3 separate regions of the Mus musculus genome follow, and regions 2 and 3 are each linked to region 1. The links are chromatin contacts, called in public ChIA-PET and HiChIP or PLAC-seq maps. All regions are on one chromosome and are shown on one strand. The core of a region is the stretch at or near the end of the contact, and the rest is flanking DNA. Distances in the headings are between cores, read along the strand shown. Region 1 holds the start of Elp6 (elongator acetyltransferase complex subunit 6). Region 2 holds the start of Lrrc2 (leucine rich repeat containing 2). Region 3 holds the start of Als2cl (ALS2 C-terminal like).

The links. ChIA-PET counts read pairs in DNA pulled down with a chosen protein or histone mark. HiChIP or PLAC-seq counts read pairs in DNA pulled down with a chosen protein or histone mark.
Region 2: an H3K4me3 HiChIP or PLAC-seq map of bone marrow-derived macrophages shows a contact between it and region 1, with 3 times the contacts expected there. The contact joins the promoter of Lrrc2 here to the promoter of Elp6 in region 1. A contact is called at or near these places in 5 of 39 promoter capture datasets (cranial neural crest, frontonasal cranial neural crest, liver and 2 more), 3 of 115 datasets of contacts at active chromatin or transcription factors (bone marrow-derived macrophages, embryonic stem cells and pancreatic cancer cells) and 1 of 9 other capture datasets (liver).
Region 3: a contact with region 1 is called in an RNA polymerase II ChIA-PET map of memory CD8 T cells, with 5 read pairs. The contact joins the promoter of Als2cl here to the promoter of Elp6 in region 1. A contact is called at or near these places in 1 of 484 Hi-C or Micro-C datasets (embryonic stem cells), 2 of 115 datasets of contacts at active chromatin or transcription factors (memory CD8 T cells and pancreatic cancer cells) and 1 of 9 other capture datasets (macrophages).

The regions. Positions count from the first base shown.
Region 1 is chr9:110,303,828-110,306,732 of GRCm38.p6, forward strand. Elp6 (elongator acetyltransferase complex subunit 6) reads left to right here and starts at 1,365. Exons shown (of 7, transcript NM_001081381.1): 1 at 1,365-1,522. The coding sequence starts at 1,469.
Region 2 is chr9:110,950,039-110,952,943 of GRCm38.p6, forward strand. It overlaps Lrrc2 (leucine rich repeat containing 2), which reads left to right and starts at 1,507. Exons shown (of 9, transcript NM_028838.2): 1 at 1,507-1,638.
Region 3 is chr9:110,878,660-110,881,564 of GRCm38.p6, forward strand. Als2cl (ALS2 C-terminal like) reads left to right here and starts at 1,515. Exons shown (of 27, transcript NM_001146059.1): 1 at 1,515-1,570. Tmie (transmembrane inner ear) reads right to left here and starts at 1,414. Exons shown (of 6, transcript NM_146260.3): 1 at 611-1,414.

The DNA.
Region 1 (2,905 bases), core at 115-2,614:
CACTGTAGCTGTCTTCAGACACACCAGAAGAGGGAGTCAGATCTTGTTATAGATGGTTGTGAGCCACCATGTGGTTGCTGGGATTTGAACTCTGGACCTTCAGAAGAGCAGTCGGGTGCTCTTACCCACTGAGCCATCTCACCAGCCCTGCTTCTGTTTCTTAAGTGCTGAAATTAAAGGTATGTGCCACCACCACTAGCTTATATTTCTTTCTTCCTCTTCTTCCTCCTCCTCCTCTTTTTTGTTTGTTTGCTTGCTTGTTTTTTCGAGATGGGGTTTCTGTGTTCGCCTGGCTAGCCTGGATTCACTTTGTAGACCAGGATGGCCTCATACTGCCAGAGATCTGCCTGCCTCTGCCTCCTGAACACTAGGATTAAAGGTGTGCCCCATAACGCCCAGTTCCATTATTTTTATTTTTTAGAGGTAGTTTCACAAAGCTCAGACTTGCTGGCAACCCTCCTGCCTAAGCCTCCTGACAGCTGAGATCACAGATGTTGGCAGCATGCTTTTTATGTTGTTTTTGATGCTAGGAAAGAACTCTTCAACTGACCTGTATCCCTCTGACTTTTCTTTTTTGTTCTTTTATTGTTTTAGCAGAAGGCCGAGGAGGGCCTTGCTTATTTAAAATAAAACTATGCATACGTTTTGATGGTATGTATAGGTGCACCACTTCTATGCTTGGTACCCTTGGAGGCCAGAAGAGGCTATCAGATTCCCTGGGACTGTAGTTACAGAGGGTTATAAGTTGCCAAGTGGATAATGAGAATCAAATTAGGGTCCTCTAAAATCTTCTGAGTCCCCTTAAATTTTTTTGTGTATATTGTGTGTGCATGTGCTGCAGAGCCCAGAAGAGGGCGTCGGGTCCCCTGGAGCTGGAGTTACAAGTAGAGCAACCCAATGTGGGTGGTCTTCAGAGGGAGGAAGAAGAGCGTTTATTCCCTGAGCCATCTCTTTGGCCTCCTGGCTTCTGCTTTATACAAAAAGCTCTTCAGGATGTAATTCTGTGCTAGTAAGGTTTGTTCTCTCTTTTTGCGAAGATCCTGCAAACATTTCTCTATGTGTTCCATGTATCTAGCCCAAGTTTGTGAGCAATACACTAGGAAGACGTGGAGCAACTAAGACCCGGAGGTGCGGAGGGAGGGGGAGCAACGGAAAGAGAAAGCTCGCCTGCTCGTGCTAAATCGTGAGGGAGCACCAGCACTGTGTGGACCCGCACCTACTGAGAGCAGCACAATGGTCCATTGCCCGAATGAGAGATCGCTCTAAGGCTCAGCTTTACGAGCATACGTGCTCACGCGCTTGCGCAGCAGCAGCAGCAGCATCACAACCCCAAGCCTGATTGGCTGACTCGAGTCCGGCAGCGAGATCACGCATGCGCGCTTTCTCGCGCTCGCGAGCACGGTCTTGTGGGTGCTGTTCTTGGACCTTCATTCTTTCTGTAGAACCATAATTTTTATCCCAGTTCACGATGTTTCCGGAACTCAACAACCTTCTCAGCACCACCCCAGACAAGACCGAGCAGGTAAGATGTCGTGCGGACCGGAAGAGGGCAGGTCCCGGGAGCGTGCAGGATTGCATCCGGGACGCTGCGCGGTGGAGTAGGCGCGTCTGCCGTAAACCGAGGGCATCTGGGAGTTGTAGTCTGGAGAGGGCTCGCCGAGGCTGCAGTCGCATTCCTGGGCCTTTGGAAGATGGGTTTCTGGACTATCTTGCGTGTTCGCTTCCAGCCCCAGGACCATGTGCTCCGTGCCACACTGGCGCCCAAAGATGGTTGCAGAGCAGGCCCTAGAGGAGATCCTTTTATCTGTCCTGAATCTCCTTCCACCATGGAACATTTTACAGGTTGCACGGAACACTGCTTGCACTCTTCCTAGTTCTGATGATATCTGGTTGCAAAAAGGCCTCAGCATATTCCATCCCCTCTGTTTTTCCCAACCTCCTCACTCTCCATGGAACCTCGAAATGTCTTTCACATTTTCACTTAGGGGTTACCTCTCCCAGGAGTATATCTGTTTTATTCTGTAATTTGCAGCAAACACACCACATATGGAAAGCTTTAAATAGATCTTGTGGATTTTGGTTGTTTGGTTGCTTATTTGTTTTTTTTGTTTTTTGAGACAGGGTTTCTCTGTGTAGCTCTGGCTGTCCTGGAACTCACTCTGTAGACCAGGCTAGGCCTTGAACTCAAGAAATCTGCCTGTCTCTGCCTCCCAAGTGCTGGGATCAAAGGCGTGTGCCACCACTGCCCTGCGATCCTTCTGGGTTTTATTTGCCTAACAGTTCTTGACTGTTCAGACCTCCAGTTCTGACTACTTTTCTAGTTGCTAGGGCATTTCCCAGGTCCAGAGTGACAGCAGGAAGTGACCACTTTGGGTGGGAAATGTGTTTCAAGGCCAGGCAGTGTGATTTGGCATTTTATATTGGGGGGAGGGAGGAGAGGGACACAGCTGAAACCCAGAGGCATTGGACAGGTTTTCCCTAGGTTGGTACAGCATTGAGGTGGTGTGTGACAGCCCTTGGTCCCAATGTTGTCTGTTACTTACAGAACTACAGCAGGTAGTTAGGCAATGCAGAGACCATCTTCATAGGGCTTTCCAGCGATTGCTGTGATAAGAGTCCCGTCTGAACCACAGTCACTGGGAGATCTTTGTCATCAGAGGCCTTGTCAAGAATTGGGCCAGGGGATAGAACAGTGGATATAGGGCTTGGCACCAAGTATAGAAGTGGAATTTGGGTTCCAAGAACCCACGTCAAAGCCAGGTAGGCAAGAGGACACCTGTCATCCCAGCACTAAAGAGGCAGAGGTGGGATCCCTGGGGCAAGCTGGCTGGCTGCATTAGTTCAGATTGCCTAGTCATTAAGATTCCCTACCTTGATAAATTGGAAAGAATGGAAAGCGGCTGAA
Region 2 (2,905 bases), core at 257-2,756, 650 kb after region 1:
CACTGAGATTCAACTCTAGCCTTTGCACACTTAATAGATTAAAATCATTTTCAGTTAATGTATTGGTATTTTATGTGTATGGGTGTTTTGCCTGCATGTCTGCACCATATGCATGCCTGGTGCCCAGGGAGGCCAGAAGAGGGCATAGCATCCCCTGAAACTTGAGTTGCAGGTGGTTAAAAACCTGCATAAGTGCTGGAAATCAAACCCAGGTCCTCTGCAAAAGCAACAAGTCTTCTAAACTGCTGAGCCAGCTCTTCAGCTTTCCAACCCCACCTTGTGTTTTGAGACTGGGCCTCCTACCTAACCTGGAGTTCACTGATTCGCTGGGCCAAGAGGAGCGAGAAGCTTCAGGGATCTCTGCCTCTGCTCCCTTAGAGCTGCGGTTATAGAAGCAAGACCATGCCTGGCTTTATGTCATTGTTGAGGATCACACTGACTGGCCTTATGTATATATAAGTTTAAATTTTCTAGAAGTCATCCAACATAGCACAGAGAAACATTAAGGGAAAATTAACATTAATATTATATTTTGTTTAACCCAATATGTCCCTAATATATCAGTAAACCAGTGAATTAATAGTGAGATGTGGTTACCTTTTTAAAATATTAAGTTTTTAAAATTTAGTGTTATTTTGTGAGGCATGAGGGTATTAGATTCTCTGGAACTGGGGTTACAAACAGTTGAAAACTGCCATGTGGGTGCTGGGAATTGAACCCGGGTCCTCTGGAAGAGCAGCCAATCCTCTTAACCACCAAGCCATCTCTCCAGCTGCTAAAATTAAGTTTTTGATGCAGATATTTTATGACAGTTGATCTCAGGTCAGCTTAGTATATTGGCCACTTTTATTAACATTTTTATTATATTTGGCTGACTTGAGTATTTACTTTGTGTACATGCGTGTACGTGTGAGGACCTGTGTGTGTGCCACAGTGAATGTGTGAGGTCAGGAGACAGCTTGAGAGAGTCGCTCTTCTCCTTCCATCATGTGGGTCCCAGTAGTCATATTCCACCTGGTGCCTCTGGCCTCCGAGTCATCTGACTGGCCCTTAGTGAACTTTGTGGTTAGTCATGTTGTGTGCACAGTCAGGAACTAGAGAGAAGGCTAGTATTCCTAGTGACTTAGTGTCCGGGATGTTGCCACTGCCACTCACAGTCAGAATAGGGCTTTTCTACTCAGTTAAACACCCTCACAGATACCCCAGCAGAGCCTTCCTTAGGGGATTCTAAATCCAGTCAAATTCACAGTGAAGATGAACCCTCCAGTGCTCCGTAGCTGGGGCTGCTGCGTAGCACATTTGCACACCGTGAGGACCATCAGTAGCCCAGGTTGGCCGGAGTTTTAGCCTGCAGATGTGAGGCCACAAGCCAGGAGCCCTTGCCGCTTGCTCTCCCACCAGCGAGAACCATTTAGTAATGTCCATGGAGATGGAAGGCGGTGTTTATAACATTCATTCTTCTCTACATACATCGTGAAGGGAGGGAGGTCAGGTGAGGGACATCAGGGATTTTCCTGGAAGAAAGCTTTGCTGGGCGTTCATGTGACTCATGTTCCAGTAAGAGCCGCAGTCTCGGATGACCTGAGTAGAGCAGGGTTATCTGGATGTGCTTGTGGGTGGAACCCCTTTGGAAGGGAGGTAGGTAAGGGTGGGTGTATCCTCGCAGAGACGTAGAACTTCTGTGTGTGGATGATGTTTCATCAGAGACTGTGAGCCGAGCCGGATGCTAAACACAGTAGTTCTCAACCTTCCTAATGCTACAACCCTCATGCTGTGGTGACCCCCAGCCATACAGTTATTTTGTTGCTACCTCATATCTGTAATTTTGCTACAGTTATGAATTGTAACACAAATATCTGTGTTTTCGAATGGTCTTAGATGATCCCTGTGAAAGGATTGCACTATCCCTTTGGGGGTTACGACCCACAGGTTGAGAAACATTGCCTTAAAAGGTATTACTCTCTTGGATTCCAGCTCGTCATGCGGAAGCTGTGTTATCAGTGTATATTTTGAGCAGTTTGTGGTTTTGAGGACACTTGGGGAAGTGAATACCACAGGGCACAGGCCTACCTGGTACATCCTGGAAGCTTGGAAACTGCAAAATGTGTGTGTGTGTGTGTGTGTGTGTGTGTGTGTGTGTGTGTGTGTGTGCGCGCGCGCGCGCGCGCGTGTGTTGACAGGGTCTTATATAGCATTTAGGATAGCCTTGAACCTCTGACTCTTCTGCCATTACCACCTGAGAGCTAGGATCACAGGTGTGCCCTGCTTGCCCTCCCTCCACATGGAAGGTCTTTTTGGATATGCCACCCAGTGATGTGGCAATCTGTACAAGTGAGTTTAGTGCAGCACCAATTCCTTACATAAACGTGAACACATTTTGTATTTTAAAATACCTTCGACTGAGCATCAAAGGCAGTCTCAAAACATGTGGAAACACCGACCCTAGGACCCTGCCCTGGAGTTAGGACCTGAGGTGCTTGGTCGGGTTGTGTCAGTGAGGAGCTGTCCTGGCTACCTCTGTGCCAGACTATGCTAATTCCTGCTTCTTACCACGTGGTCATGAGCCAGCACTGTTGGCATCCGGTAAAGCTTATTAAAGATATAGCTATCAGGCTCTGTAGTTGAGCCAGAACCTGGCAGCTTGGTGTAAAGTTTGGCAGATGAAACATAGGCTACTCAGTATGATGTAAATTTCAGATTAATGACAAATTATTATTTTTAGTGTAAGTGTATTCTCAAAATAGTATTATTGTTGCAATGTTAGGGATTGAATCCAGGGCATCCTGCACATCAGGCAGTGCTAAGAGTAAAGGGTGTGAGACCACACACTCAGCTTTCATGGGACTTTTGTTTGAATTTTGAGACTGTGTCTCAAGTAGCCCAGACTGGCCTTGAACTTAGTATG
Region 3 (2,905 bases), core at 265-2,764, 570 kb after region 1:
CGGGGGTAGGGGAGGTGGGAGCGGGGTACACAGGAGAGTATTGAAAGCAGCAAAGCTGGGGTTGAGGTGTCACCTCAGTTCAGTACTTGCATGTAGGCATGATCCCCAAAACCCATGTGAAAAAGCAAGGTGTGGTGGCAGACAATTGTAATCCCATTACAGGGAGGCAGGGACAGTCAGGTACTCACTGGGCACTCAGTCTAGTCTATGTGGTTAGGTGAAGGCCTATGAGAGGCTGTCTCAAAAAAAAAAAAAAGCACCAGAGGAGACACAGCCAAACATCACACACACACACACACACACACACACTCACACACTCACACACTCCTGCATGGATATACATACACATCATACATGAAAAAAAAAAAAAAGAACCTGTAATACATTTATCTTTTAAAAAAGTATTTACAAGAAAGAAAGAAAAGGCTGGAAGGAAGGAGATGTTTTGGCCGAGTGGAGAGGGAAGAAGAGGCTCGGGAGGGTTCTTGACGATGGAGAGACCAAGATTGGAGCAGGGAAGTGAACAAGAGCAGCAACCGCGGTAGGGTTCTTGGGCAACAAACTTGGAGCCTGCCACTGTAGGGCAGATTGGCAGAACTTAAATGCTCACCAGAAAGCACCCCAAGGGAGCCAGGGATGCTGAAGTTGGCAGGCCCCTTCTGAGAAACTCTTAGAAGTCTCTTTTCTCTCTGGCAGAATGCATGGAGGCTGTCCAAAACTTGGGTAGGGGGCAGGTGGACTATCCTTGCTCTTTCACAGCTGTCTCCTCCCCAGGCTTCTCTCTGTACTCAGGCTTGGAAGGCTTAGAAGCAACTCAGCCAGGCTAGTCAGCAGCTCCTAGAGGCCGGGTGCCACTGCAGGTGGAGGGGTGACTTGCTTGCTGGCCAAAAGGGAGCCCGGCAGCTGGACAGCAGGCCTCTTTGTTACAGGTTTGAACCATGGTCCCTCCTCCTTCCAAGACTTTGGTTTGGAACTGCGCTGCTCTTTCCAAGGTCGAAGGCTTTGGCACAGGAAACTGGCCAGCTTCAGGCTGTACCCGGAATGAATGCAGGGGGCCTCCTTCAAGGTTACACACAGCAGTAGCTGCTACCAAAGCATGCCCAGTTCAGGGTCTTCGGATCATCATGGCCAACTGCTCTAAGCAACAAGTTTCCCGAATCTACCCAGGGCTCCTTCGCGGGTGTGTGAGGGTGAGGGGGGGGGGGTGCCCAGTGACCCAAAGGGGGTCGGCAAGATTTCAGAGCTACAGCCTGGGCAGAGTTGGTGGGTAAGGAAATCGGGGTGGCCCCAGGCACTGCCTGCCGTCCTCGGATCTGGAGAGGGAGGTAAAAGGCGAAAGACAGCCAGGGTGCGATCCTGGGGAGCTCGCGGACCGACCGAAGGGGAGCTTTCGCAGTCTGGCGGGAGAGGCTCTGGGAGAGAGTTGTTGGCTTGGGGACATTCCGAGGCCGAGCCCCGCCTCCTCGGAGACGCCCCCGCGCGAACAACACCTCGGGGCGGGGCGCGGAGAGGAAGGGCGGCCCGGCGCGGAGCTGCGCGGCCACTCGGGGCACCGCGGCGCAAAGCGCAGGTAAGAGCGCGCGTCGGTGGGCGGGGTCCGCTGCCCCACGAGCTCAGCTGCGGGTGGGGGCTCTCTCCTCCTCCCGCTGCCATGGTCACGAGCCCTCCATCTTCGGTCTCAGCTTCCTCCTCCCGGTCCCGTGGCCGCCCGGCTCCGGTTTAAACGCAGCGCGGGGTCCAACCCCTAGCAGCAGTGCGGAGCGCGAGCACCGTGCCCTGCGTCCAGGCCAGAACCCAGGTGCGAGTTTATCACCCAGAGGGAGAGAGGCTGCCAGGAGCAGGTGACCTGGCTGGTCAGGGCGGAAGGGCTGACAGAGAAGCCGAAAAGGTGGTGTTGCCTGCCTGGGAGGAGCCTAGACGGATGTCCGAATGTTGGAGCAGAGTAGTTTGGAACTGACTAATGCAGTCGGGAAAAGCTAATGCGGAGACTGGGAGGCATGTAGGGCAAGAGAGGCAGAGAAGGGGCTGAAGACTGGAGGGCCCGTGTGACAGTTTTGTGCACTTGCCTGGAGCACTTTCTCCACTGCCCACCGGGCATGTAGGTTGATTAATGGGCCTCTAGCATAGTCCAGGAAAAGCAGAAATAAGGTCCATGCCACTCCAGATCAGGAAATACCAGAGTGAGTGCCATGCTAGGGTGCGGCTTAAGGGGCCTGAGGGGCCAGAACTGGGTGAGGGCAGGGAAGGCCCCAGTGACCCTGCTTGGGAGCGATCTGGTGTGGACAGAGGCCAAGAATGCAAGGGAAAGGTCTAGCTACTGTTTAGATGGCCACAAGGACAATAGCTGAGTCACCTGTGCACCCAGCTTAACTTTTTTGGCCTCACCCTGCAGCTTTTGAACCAAGTCTACCCGGGGTGAGAAGGGAGGCTGGGCCCTACTAGGAATGCTGGGTGTACCTCAGTGAGTCACCCAGCACCTCTGAGCCACTTAGTTCTCGTGAGCCTGTTAGGGCTGGGAGTGAGGGGCCTGGGTCTGAGCTCTGCACCTGATCTACAGATAGTATCTCTACACCCTCCTGGACTTTCCATGCCTCAAATTCACCGTTTGCACAGCCTGCCACTCAGGACCCCAGAGTTGGCAGGAGGGAGAGTATGAGGAAGCCGTGTTGTTGACCAGAGGGCTATGGGATGGGTGCTGGGCCCAGGGCTAGAGAGAATATTCTTGCTGGCTCATACTCTCAAACACTCGTGTCTGGCCTTTTACTCACGACACCGCTTCTAGCTCCTAGCTGGGAGACTTCTATATCAGACTCCAGATGTAGCCTTCCTGGGCCACCTTTACCATCCATGTTTAATGTCTGCCCTTTCCTCTGGTGATGTGATTTCCTGGGGGTGGAAATCCTTC